2 separate regions of the Macaca mulatta genome follow, and region 2 is linked to region 1. A link is a contact called in public Micro-C data. All regions are on one chromosome and are shown on one strand. The core of a region is the stretch at or near the end of the contact, and the rest is flanking DNA. Distances in the headings are between cores, read along the strand shown.

Region 1 (2,700 bases), core at 114-2,613:
TTACAGGGCTAATGTGAAACTGCTACAATAAAACAAAAAAAATGAAAGAAAGAGCTATACGTTACATGGCAGTACAGGTCAGAGCTTTAATGTTATACATAAAGGTTAGTTTGTGCCTACTGTGATCACGCTGTCTAAATTAAAAAATAATTGTCTATGGTTCTGACTTCTGATCTTACAAACAAATACAACATTTGAAGTAATAATCACCATCTCAAAAAAAATGGTATGGTACAAGGCCTTTATTTCTAAGGAGACAGAAAATCCCATTGAAAAAGTTAGAGGGGAAAAAATGGAGGGAGCTAGGGTGCAAGAGAGATAAGGAGAACCTTCATAAACCAAACTCTTGAAGCCTACAGGTATCATCCTTCTTATATATCATCCTGGTTAATACTGAGTGTCAACTTGACTGGATTGAAGGATACAAACTTGTTCCGTGATAAAACTGTGAGAGTACTGCCAAAGGAGATGAACATTTGAGTCAGTGGACTGGGAGAGGCAGACTCACCCTCAATCTGGGTGGGCACCATCTAATCAGCTGCCAGCACAACTAGGATAAAGCAGGCAGAAGAACATAGGAAAGACTAGACTTGCTGAGTCTTCCAGCCTTCATCTTTCTCTTGTGCTGGATGCTTCCTGACCTCAAACATCAGATTCCAAGTTCTTCAGCTTTTGGACTCTTGGACTTACACCAGTGGTTTACCAGGGGTTCTCGGGCCTTTGGCCACAAATGGAAGGCTGCACTGTCGGCTTCCCTCCTTTTGAGGTTTTGGGACTCAGACTGATCCACCACTGGCCTCCATGCCCCTCAACTTGCAGACGGCCTATGTGGGACTTTACCGTGTGATTGTGTGAGTCAATTCTCCTTGATGAACTTCCTTTCATATATACACATATCCTATTAGTTCTGTCCCTCTAGAGAACCCTTAATACAGATTGTATATATTTCCTTCTTATATATCATCTTTCCTATAAATGGAGACAGTATGCAACATCAGTTATTTTTTAAATAAATTTTTTAAAAGTAATAATATTCAGAATCACTATCTAGAAAGTTACTCATTTTAGCAATAAGGACATTTTGATTTTGCAATTCCAGTTAGTCTTTCAATTATAAGATGTGACTGTTTCACAGCTTCCAACAGTCAAGTACAACATAAATGGAGAAGTTATAGAGCTCTTAGACATGTAATAGTTAAATCTAGTATCAATAATTCTTTCCCTAAAGCAAATATACAACTGAAGCAAGATAAAATGACATCTTCTTATAGAAAAGAGGTTTTCTTGTAAGAAAGACAGGTGTCAGAAAGTTCAAAAATAATTGCCAGAAACTATTTCTTCAGGAAAAAAAAAAAAACCACAACTGCAAATAACCACAGAAGTCGATGGTGACGCAAAAGGTGGGGGAGAGATTAAAAGGTCCAAACCACCTTAGTGCCTCTAAAATTAACACTGTTATCAGGTTCTACTTTATGCAACTTAGCATGTACCACTAAGTATTTATCTGCATATGGTTGCTAGATAAGTTATTAGGGCAATGAAATTAATGCCCTTGGGCAAACACTAATTAAAGGAACAATACTTTTGAATCAAGTTAATCATTACTTACAGTACTATATCAAATATGCTCAATTTTCAAGTCATTTCTAAAAAGAAAAAAATCATTTTATTCCCTAGGAAATATTTGTTGAATAGGGAAGTCTACTTCATAAACAGGCAGAATGGTGAGGACCAAAGAAATTTGCATAGGGTGAACTTTCTAGTGATAAAATTGCAAAAAATAAAAAGTTACAATAGTTAATAAAAACCCTACAATAAATATATTTTTCTTTAGTTTTGATGAGTCTGAAGGATGGCTTATTTAAAACAGAGAAGTCCATCAAATATTTGAGGTTGAATATCACAATGTAAATCCCTTCTCCACAGCAACATATTTTGTAAGTGAAAAAAAATGAATCTGAGAATGTATGTAATTTTGGAGGAGGAGGGAAACTTTCAACAGATACTATCTTCTAGTATTGACAACAGTAAAAAACATTTAAAACAATTTAAGTGATTTTCCCTCTGGAGATAGATACCACAGTCAACACTGAACAATATGCAGAGAACAAATGTTAAAAGTTCTTATAGAAAAACAGTATTACTAAACCACGTATTTATCAAAACATAAAAACTTTCACAACGTGTTTTTGGACAGTCTTTAGATAATAAGACAGGCCAGGGGGAAATTTTATTTTTCCTTTTTGGAAGTCTTCACAAACCAGTCCTTTGAATCTCTCTGCACAAATCCTTCCTTGACCACGATGTTCCTTTTCTGCTATCTCCTAATCCAATTCAGTGCTCTACTGCAGGGAAAGCAGCAGTATAAAGATTCCAGTTTGTTCAGTATTACTTTAGATCTTTCAAGAAACATAGTTATAAGCTAAGAGTAATTTATATCGTATTTCTTAGATATTGAATGACTAATTCTCAATAAGTATATCATTTGTAGGTTGTGGTGACAAATATGACGAATCCCCAAAACAACCCAGAGAAGACATTACTGTACTTGATGATTCTGAATTAGAATCTATTGCAAAAAATAGTCATATTTTAGTATAATTGGAGATCAGAACCAAGAAAAAGCTTTCGGAATAAGTGGCAAGTGCCCAGATCTAAAGCTACTATGAGCATTTGTTATGGGTGAGATTCTGGGTTCTG
Region 2 (2,700 bases), core at 198-2,697, 300 kb after region 1:
ACAGTTTTCACGCCTCCACCCCCGTCCCCACCCCCATCCCCACCCCCGCCCCCACCCCCGCCCCGTCAACAAAACGGCTCTGCCCTGTAAGCCTGTGGGTGTGGGTGAAGGTGGAAGTGGGTCGGAAGAGGCTGCGGGCTCCAGAGAGCCAGGAGGGTAGGGGGAAGGGCAGAGTTAAGGAAACAATGGGTCTAGCACTTCTACTGACCTTGTTTTCAGAAACAACCACAGGGCCTCTGGCCCGAGTGGAACTTGACTTATGAAGGCGAGAGACCTGACTATTGAAAAAGGACGTCTCTTATGAAATCTGAATTTCACTTAATCCTCAGAACAACTATTGAGGGGATTGTTACTACTCCCATTTTAAGACGCGGGCTGTAGACAGGGTAACCACCGGGTCCACACTCACACAGCGAATATGTGGTGGGGTAGGGCTCAAGTCCAGGCGGTTCCAAAGCCCCCCGTGCTGTTTGCGCCATGCGGTGCCGCCACCAAGCCCACTCTGCGGGGAGAAAAACCACAGGCCTCGGAGGAGGAGCAGCTCCTCGCAGTGGGGTGGGGCAGAGGCCAGCGCGAGGCCTTGTTCGGTGGAGGATTCCACAGGCCTGGAACGGAAAGGACTGGAGCTCTGCAGGCAGGCAGAGCCCGGGGCGCCCAGTCCCCCCAAGCTGCGACAGCCAAGCCGATGGGCACGCACGGCGGGGCCTGAAGGAAAGGTCCAGACCCGGTGGGAAAAGCCACGCCCCGGTTGGAGCGCTTCCTTTCAGATCTCGGCCTTTAACTGCAATTCCATTTTAAGGGCAACCCTGCCCGGTTCACACCTAGCCTTGAAGATGACAGATTGCACTGTGAGCAATTTGCGGGGTGAGAAGGGGAGCCTACGACTCTGCACCTGCACCACCAGAGCCATAAATGCAGCAAATCATGGCCCATAAAATGTCACCACTGCTGAGGTGCAATTTTCCAGGGGGTCTTCTGCAGAGGGAGCTCCACCACGGAGAGCGACCCTTGGCTCTGCAGCCTAAGAGGAAGGCCCCTGCAGGGTGGGGGAGGGAACAGGGAGGTCTTTCTCCCCTTCCCCTTCGTGCCACTGCTCCCCGCTTTGTGACCCCACTCTGCCACGTGGTATAAGCTTCCGGGGGGCGGCATTAGTTATTTCTGCCTGAGGAGTTTTTGACCAAACGTAAACATCGGAGGAGCGGGAACCTAAGCCCCGCCTGGGCTGGGCGGCAACGACCCTGACGCCGCGGCGGCAGAGCCGGAGCTCGAAGCAGCAGCGGCAGCTGCGAGCCGCCCCTCCCCCGCCAGGCTGGCGAGCCCATTTTCGCTTGGCCGGTCTCCGCGCTGCCGGATGGATTGCGCCCCACCCCCGCTCCTCTGCTCAGTCATTCAGACTTGGAAAGTCAATAACACGCTGACATCATCAGGGGTTTGTGTATTATTACACGGCTACTTTCCAGAGTACCTGGCATTATCTAAGAGAGGAGCACTCCGGCTGCCCAAGAAAGGGCCTGAACTGGGAGCTTGGCGGCCTCGGGGAGGGGCGGCTGCTCAGAGCCAGGCCTTTTCCTAGTGGGGAGGGCATCCACAGGGCACAAATTAGAAACAGATTATGAGCTTTGCTGCACTAAATGCAGATGCACTTTAGATATCGATACATGCTTCATTTTGGCTTCGGCTGCACTTATAAATCATCCTTAAGTGACCTCTATTTCTACCAAAGACATCCACTTGGTATTTAAGAAGCATTCTTAGTGATCCTCACAAAGGAAAAAAAAGGAGACATCTTCTGTGACAGGAAGCCAAAGGCTGGTTTTCTTTCTTTCTTTTTTGAGACTCTGTGTGTGTGTGTGTGTGTGTGTGTGTGTGTGTGTGTGTGTCTGTGTGTGTCTGTGTGTGTATGTGTGCGTGCGCGCCCGCGCGCACGATTCTCTGTTATGTAATCGCCATCACGGGTGATTAGGTCTTCTAGGTCTTTCCCTCCAGGGCTGAACTGGATGGTTTGGTTGCTGTGTTTTTCTTAAGCCTCACACAGGGCAAACAAACACACATGAAAAACATGTCCCAGATTTATGGCGCAAAACTGCTCTCCAAGCAAATTGCCTTAGAAGACTGTCTCAGTTTTGGAGGAAGGAAATAGATGAATTTGTTGCTAATTAAGACTCCTTATCTTACTACTCTGGCATTTCCTTTTTTCTAGAACGAGTTTTTAAAAATAATTTAATGTATTTTAGATGTTCCCTCCCCTCCCCCTTGCTGTAATGGTACTTGAAATAGCTTAAATAACTAATTGTATAGACAACTGTACTTTTGTTCTACACACACACAAACACCCCCCACCCACACACACCCCCCAGCTTAAAAAACGTGAAAGGCTCATACAACATGGTACCTTTTCTGTTTAGCTATGCAGGCTATTTCCTTCTTTACACACACAGGGCTGATGTCATTTAAATTCTCTTAGCATCTTAAATTGCAAAAAATGGCAGCCAGCTGAAAACTGGCTACCTGGAGAATTACAAGGCGAGAGAGCTGTTCTTTGGCCTCATCTTAATCTCTGTGTACCTCAAGCAGGGAGTCATCTCTGACTGATACAAGTCTTTAGAGCTCCCCAGAAGGAAGCAAAGCAGACATGTTTTTCAACAATGTACCAATTTCCCTATGTGTACTTGATCATTTCGGGAGAACTTGTAGTAGATT

The links. A called contact is a pair of places that touch in the nucleus more often than the background predicts.
Region 2: a contact with region 1 is called in a Micro-C map of CD4 T cells, with 14 times the contacts expected there. The contact joins two enhancer-like sites. A contact is called at or near these places in 5 of 14 Hi-C or Micro-C datasets (CD4 T cells, cortical neurons, fetal cortex germinal zone and 2 more).

What each region holds. Positions count from the first base shown.
Region 1 is chr2:89,029,533-89,032,232 of T2T-MMU8v2.0, forward strand. The region is part of intron 5 of TBL1XR1 (TBL1X/Y related 1); the gene reads right to left. Among named protein-coding and RNA genes, the nearest start is that of TBL1XR1, 140 kb to the right of the region's middle. Within about 2 kb of position 1,364, at least 5 of the 40 cell types and tissues checked have an H3K27ac peak or open chromatin away from gene starts, as enhancers often do. A contact at or near this core is called in CD4 T cells, where this site is marked.
Region 2 is chr2:89,333,119-89,335,818 of T2T-MMU8v2.0, forward strand. No RefSeq gene overlaps it. Among named protein-coding and RNA genes, the nearest start is that of TBL1XR1, 160 kb to the left of the region's middle. Within about 2 kb of position 1,448, at least 37 of the 40 cell types and tissues checked have an H3K27ac peak or open chromatin away from gene starts, as enhancers often do. A contact at or near this core is called in CD4 T cells, where this site is marked.